2 separate regions of the Mus musculus genome follow, and region 2 is linked to region 1. The links are chromatin contacts, called in public Micro-C maps. All regions are on one chromosome and are shown on one strand. Each heading gives the region's core, a stretch centred on a gene start, on an enhancer-like site or on the middle of the called end of the contact. The rest is flanking DNA. Distances are from core to core; before and after follow the strand shown.

Region 1 (3,368 bases), core at 435-2,934:
ACGTGACACTGTGGAATCTGAGTCTGGAGTCAGTGAATGTGGTCTTGACAGCCTAATTGGATTGAAATCCACTCAGAAGATTAACAAAGCACACTTCTGACTGTGCTTACAAGGCTATCTCCAAAGATGACTGACATATTGAAACAGTGGGAAAAGGAGTGGACTTGTTTTGTACGTGAGCAGCCCCGCCCACCAAGATGGGGACCCAGATGGAACATAATTGAAAGAAGGAGTCTGCATGCTTCCTAACAGCCATGGGTTAAACATCTCTGCTCCACCAGGCTCCCATACCACGATGTTCTGTTTCACACAGCCCAAATCAACAAAGCCAGCCAACCGTGTAGAGAAACCTTTGAAACGGTGAGCCAAAATAAACAGTTGCTCACTTAAATTACTTTTCTCAGGAATTTTGTGACCACAATGTGGATTGAAAACCCGACTAAAGCAGGGCAAGTTAAGAGCAAGGATACAACAATTCATAAGCGTGGCAGTGAATTGCTACAGTCCATTGACGCACAAGCGATTGTTTGTATTATTGGACTCTTCACCATAGTAAAAAATACAGGAAATAAATTAACTTAAAATGAGGCTGGAGAGAGAGCCCAGTGGTTAAGAGAACTGACTGCTCTTGCAGATGATCGAGTTGGATTCCCAGCACCCTCGTGGTGGCTCACAACCACCTGTAACTCCAGTTCCAGGAGATCTGATGCCCCTTTCTGACCTTGGTGAGCATCAGACCCTACTGGATGCGACCAGCATAGTAAACCATGGTGGAGATCTATGGAAAATGAAGCTTTTCACTTTCTGGCTGCAGAAAGCAAAGAGAGAGGAGAAAGGATTCAAGATCCTACTATCCCTGTGAAGAGCACGACTCCAAGAACCTAAGTCACCCCCACTACGACTCCACCACCTCCCAATACTACTACACACTAGCATACATACCTTTAATACATGGGCTATTGTGTTCCACTCAGGTCTAAACTACAGCATTGCTCCTGTGAGAAACTAGTAGGAAGAGACTGAGAAGCCATCCAGTGGACCTGAGAAGATGCAGAATAGCATCTGAAACCCATTGTTCAAGTGCTCTGCACAGAGCCTTGGGGTGGACAGAGTGGGGTGGGCTGGGCAATTAGTGAGATGACCCACAAGGTACGGGATGGTGAAGTGTTCTGCAAATAGCGGCATCTGATTCCTCTGTTGGTTTTACACATGATGAAGCCGGTTCAGAGCAGTCCCAGGTGCTTCTCAGGACAAAGGAGGCATCGTCAGGATTTGAACTCAGGTCTCACAAGCCCAGTCGTCTGCTCCTGCTTTAGACCTCCCTGTCTGGGACAAAGGTAAGTAGAGTTGGACAAAAAAATGGCCAGGGCAAAGTTCTGTCTCTCTTTTACTTTATTTTATGTTTAGGCATTTTCAAGACAGTGTCTCACAGAGTAACTCTAGCTGTCCTGGAACTCACTCTGTAGACCAGGCTGGCCTCAAACTGACAGGGATACACCTGCCCCTGCTTTCCAAGTGCTGGGACTAAAGGTGTGAGCTACTATGGCCAGCTTCTTCTCTTTTAATTCTAAGACACAAAAAGATAAAATCTTGTATGTTTTCTGCCTTTGTAAAGGAATCACTCCCTTCCTGTCATAGCGTTCAGCTGTTCAGAGAACAAATGTTCAGGATGATGGAGTGAGGTCAAAGGACAAAGAAGGTGACAGCAGGTAGGGGAGGGGCTGACCCAGAGGTGGAAACATCACACAAGCCTCAAATATTTCTTTAAAAGCCAAGTCAAGAGAACAAGAATGCATAAATTAGTCTATGGGTCTAAATAATGGTAAAGAGAAACCACGTGGAAGACTTCAGCCTTGTCTACATTTTTTTTGGAGGCGTGTCTTCGGAAAGATGGGTGGGGCTTGCCTGAGCCACCTAAGGAGATAGGAATAAGCTCAAGGCAGCGATGTTTGTGAGGATGGTTCGAAAACAATATATTCTTTAAATTGTGAGTTCCCTGTCTCTACAGCATTTCAAGTGGGGACTGGACGATAACTTGGCAAAAGTGCTACAGTATGAACCAAAGTCATAATTCCCATAATTCCCCTGGAGCAGCTTTCCCCAGTTTGTAGTAAGACTTCCAGGGATGGGCGGTAGGTAGCCTGGTGAAGCGGGTGGTTTACATGCGCAAGAGCTGTAGGTTATGATGGGATGAGAAACAAGTCTAGTATGCTTTGGAGGGAAACAGAATATATACACCATTATCGCTGTGACCTAATTACGACCTATTATGATGTCCAATTCGTTATGAATGTGACCAACGTTGAAGAATCTTTGACATTTTCTCAAAGCTTACGTACTAAAAATAAAACTACCACGTGCTACAGAGACAAAATTTGGAGCTGTGACGAAAGGATGGACCATCTAGTGATTGCCATATGCAGGGATCCATCCCATAATCAGCTTCCAAATGCTGACACCATTGCATACACTAGCAAGATTTTGCTGAAAGGACCCAGATATAGCTCTCTCTTGTGAGACTATGCCGGGGCCTAGCAAACACAGAAGTGGATGATCACAGTCAGCTATTGGATGGGTCACACGGCCCCTTATGGAGGAGCTAGAGAAATTACCCAAGGAGCTAAAGGGAACTGCAACCCTATAGGTGGAACAACAATATGAACTAACCAGTACCCGGGAGCTCTTGTCTTTAGCTGCATATGTATCAAAAGATGGCCTAGTTGGTCATCACTGCAAAGAGAGGCCCATTGGACTTGCAAACTTTTTATGCCCCAGTACAGGGGAACACCAGGGCCAAAAAGGGGCAGTGGGTGGGTAGGGGATTGGGGGGTGGGGGTGGGTATGGGGGACCTTTGGGATAGCATTAAAAATGTAAACGAGAAAAATACCTAATTAAAAAAAATTAAAAAAAAAACTACCACGTGGTATTTTGTTTCCTTTGTTTTGATGAGACAGGCTTTGTGTGTATGCCATGCTGGCCTCAGATTCACGGCCATCCTCCTGCCTCCACTTCCTCGGTGTGCTGGTTCTTAAGGCTTTTGGGGTTTGTTTTGTAGGTAGGGTTGCAAGGAAGCTTCATGATCAAAAAAGGCAAGGAAGCTCTTTATTTCTCAAGTCTTTTCAGAGGCAGTGTGCACTTTTGGGGCCCCTGTGAGCTCCGAGGGCCACAACTGGTGTGGGGGAGGTGGGGTGGAGAGGGGAATGCACCCAGCACTAGCAGTTGGTGTGCATGTGTCCTGCCTCTTTAGCAGAAACACGGCATGGAGATTCTCTGAATTGCCACATGTAAAGTGGAGTAGCCAGCTGTGCCTCATTAAAGTACTTAGAGTCCCATCTTTTCCTAGTTTCAGGAGTTGCATGTCTGTGAT
Region 2 (3,368 bases), core at 457-2,956, 58 kb before region 1:
TGCTCACACTACTGCTCACAGAACTCCCACTAGTGCTCTCCCTCTCCGAGGACGATGCTTCCGTGGGGGTTTGCTTCACCGTCTCCACCACTTTATTGACGGCCACGCCTTCTGTAGCTGGCACAGCGTTTTCCTTCTCATAGAATTCTGTGCAAGTCCATCGACCTTTTTTAAAGGGTTCAGAAGTAGAGTCTAACTTCACAACCCTGAACCTCGATGTGTTAACTGTTGGTTGCTGCTGCTGCTGCTGCTGCTGCTGACTGGAAACCACTCCCACAGTGATACCTGCAGCTGCATTAAGGACACTGTTAGCAACAGGAGAGGAAGAAACGGTACCATTGCCCATGCCACTCAAGATACTCGAATTAACAACACTGGTAACTCCAGGCCCACCACTTATGCTAGCAGCATTAGGGATATTGCTTGTATTTATATTAGCATTACCATGCACGCTGTTCGTCACACTGGGACTGAAACTACCCACAGCAGCAATGTTAACATTATTCGTAGCGCTCGTGCCAGTAACCGAATTTATACCTAGGCTTCCTGTAGTACTTGGAGTACGGATGTTCGTCATCACTGATGCTGGTAAGCCACTCGATGGTACTGCAGGAGGAGGTGCGACTGGCACACCACCATCAGAACTTCCAGTTGTAGAGAGTTTCCTGGACACTGGGCTCGAGGGTGGCCCTCCGGGAATGGATGGACCGGCCACAGCAGCATGTGATGAATGATGGTGCCCATGGTGAAGGTGGTGCCCATGATGAGGGTGATGGTGATGATGGAGGTGGTGGGGATGGGCATTCCCATTGATCACAACGTTCTGTTGTGGAAGGTGAGGCAAATGAGGCTGAGGAAGGTGGGGCTGGTTAGGAGAGACTGCCCCAGGTGTCTCAGCTTCCTGGAAGTTATTCAGAGTCTCCTCTGAGGAGCTTCGTTCAGGCTCACCTAAGTCAGTGGCCCTGGAAAGGGAGACGTCGAGGATCTCGGAAGAGGAGAGATCTTCCGTGTGCGACTCATCCAGATCGTCGTAGCTCTCGGTGTCCTCCGCGATGCTGTTGTTGGAGCTGATGCTGGCAGAGATCTGAGCCGGAGTAACGCTAGTTATCTGGAAGCCACTTTTCTTTTTCATCTGAGTTCCGCCTGGCGCAAGAGGCTGTCCCTGCAGCTGAGCCTGCGAGAGGAGGTTCAGGCTTTGTGGAGGCGGAGGCTGGGGTCCCTGCGTGGAAGATGCAGCAGGAGGCGGCGGCTGGAGCAGCGAAGGAGGAGGAAAATCTTCAGAAGATGGAGCAGCACCACTGACGCCCGTACCTGCTGCATTGAGAGCAGAGGCGCTGCCACCACCGCTGCCCCTTCGAGGGAACATTGCCGGGTGCGCCATCTTCCTAGCACTAATGTCTGCAGCAGCGGCCGCCGCGGCGGTGGACTCCGGCGGCTGGTGCATTGTGCTGGGTACCGGGGGGCGGAGGAGGCAAGTGCAATTTCCTTCTGCACCGTAATCTTTGTATGGAGAAGCCGGAGAGACGAACAGGACCTGAAGCTCCGCCCGACGCGATCCCTCCTCCTCCTCCTCCTCTGCCGAAGGCGCCGGCTGCTCGTGCCTTCGAGGGCTAACTTCGGGAAGGGAGGATGAACCGGGTGAACCAGGTGGCTGGGGAACCGAAGGGGGACCCCTTCAGTCCTTCGCCATTCACTTCCCCCTCCAGTCACACACCCCCCTTTATATTCCGCTTCACGTGGGGTGCGGGGCGGGAGGGAGGGGAGCCCAGGAGGGGGCGGGGGAGGCGAGGAGAAGCGAGAAATGCCCACCTTCTTTGGCCAACTCCGGAGCCAGCTCAACCCCCTCCTCCCGCGGCGACGGCCGCTGCAAAAGCCCCTCCGCTCGTCCTGCACCGAGGCAGCGCGGAGCGAGCGGTCGCCCCGGCCCTCGCCACCCCCGGCGCCGCGGCCGCCGGCGAGCCCTGAGCTCAGCGTCGCTCCAACCTCCCCTGCCGGCGCGGCCGGCCCCGCTCGGGCCTCCCCCCACGGCCCGCGGCCCCTCTCAAACCCCCTGGGCTCGCGACGGCTGCTCCGGGAGGAAAGGCTGGCCGCGGCTGGGGCCCGGGCGGCGCGGCTGCGAGCGGGGCGGTGGCGGGGCGCCCGGTACGGTGAGCCCAGCAACGAGGCGCGGGCGGGCGCGCAGAGACGCCGGATCCTCGCGGAGCGCGGCCGGGGCGCGGCGGCGGCGGCGGTGGCGGCAGCAGCAGCGGGAGCCCAGGGACCGCTCCATCACTGGCAGCCATGGAGCCCGAGCATTTTCCTCCCTCGGGGCAGGCGCTCGGCTCGCCACACGTCCTCGGAGAGGAAGGGCGCCGGCGCCCGGGCTGCTCCGGCGGGCGGCGGGACGTGCGCGGGAGCGGAGGGGCGAGCTCGCGTCCTCTTCTCGGCCCGCCGGCTGGTTCGGCACCGAGCTGCTCCCGCGACCGGGAGGGAGGGAGAGAGGGAGGGAGGGGGCCGCGGGCGGCGGTGGCTCCTTTTCGCGGCGGTGGCGGCCAGACGGGGCTGGTGCAGCGGCTGCAGCCGACGCCGTTCAAAGAAATGAGAGGTGGGGTTGGTCGGTGGCGGCGCGGGGCGGGGGAGTGGGAGGGCGTCGGGCGAGGAGGGGGCTGTGATGGTTGTTACTAGTGCTCTTCTCGGGCTGCTCCGTATCCCCTGGTCTCTCGCGGCATCAAGAGAGGAGGGACCAGCGCCCCAGCGCGAGAGGAGGAGGGTCGAGCTCTGACCGAGGAGAAGGAGGAGGAGGAGGTGGCAGGGGGGAGGGGTCGTGGAGGAGAGGAGGGAAGATGGCGTCTGCGCGTGCGCGCCGGCGCTGCAGACATAAAGCCGGGTCTGACCAGGGGAGGTGGCCTGTCTTCGGTCCGCGCCGAGCTCTCGGCTCCGTCTCCCACGGAAATTACCGAAGGCCGGCGGAGTCGCCGACGCCGGAGGGCGGTGGGGGGTGGGGCACTCGGGCGCGCGAGCGAGCGAATCCGGGTCGCGTGGAGAGGCTGGGGTGGGGCTGGGAGGGGGGGGGGGAACCACGCCGCGCGCGTGCGCGCAGGTTAGGCGTGTCCGCTGCTGTCTCCCACGCGGACCCCGGCGGCGAGGCGGGTGCGGAGCGCTAGGTCTCGGGTGTGCGCGCCCTGGGGCGGTGGCTCCCCCGCCCCGGCCTGCGGAACGGGTAATGAGGCTTTTCTCCTCAGCAACAGCAGCATCACGAGTTGCAGCTCCCAGGAGCCCTCCGCTGCTGCCACGACATGAGTCAGGCTTTCTTCCTCGGCGCGTGGCGGAACCCTCCTCCTCCTCCTTCTCCAAGCAGCAACCTGGCCTCCCCCTCGACCCGCACCGCC

The links. Hi-C and Micro-C count contacts between places; a contact is called where the count stands out from the background.
Region 2: a Micro-C map of trophoblast stem cells shows a contact between it and region 1, with 2.6 times the contacts expected there. The contact joins the promoter of Tsc22d1 here to the enhancer-like site in region 1. A contact is called at or near these places in 7 of 39 promoter capture datasets (the 3T3-L1 cell line, 3T3-L1-derived adipocytes, the HPC-7 cell line and 3 more), 2 of 15 datasets of contacts at CTCF or cohesin (CD8 T cells and the NIH/3T3 cell line), 8 of 484 Hi-C or Micro-C datasets (DN3 thymocytes, embryonic stem cells, morula and 2 more) and 5 of 115 datasets of contacts at active chromatin or transcription factors (embryonic stem cells, epiblast stem cells, extraembryonic endoderm stem cells and 1 more).

What each region holds. Positions count from the first base shown.
Region 1 is chr14:76,356,272-76,359,639 of GRCm38.p6, reverse strand. No RefSeq gene overlaps it. Among named protein-coding and RNA genes, the nearest start is that of Gm41215, 16 kb to the left of the region's middle. Within about 2 kb of position 1,684, at least 6 of the 459 cell types and tissues checked have an H3K27ac peak or open chromatin away from gene starts, as enhancers often do. A contact at or near this core is called in trophoblast stem cells, where this site is marked.
Region 2 is chr14:76,414,159-76,417,526 of GRCm38.p6, reverse strand. Tsc22d1 (TSC22 domain family, member 1) reads right to left here and starts at 1,706. Exons shown (of 3, transcript NM_207652.3): 1 at 1-1,706. The coding sequence starts at 1,444.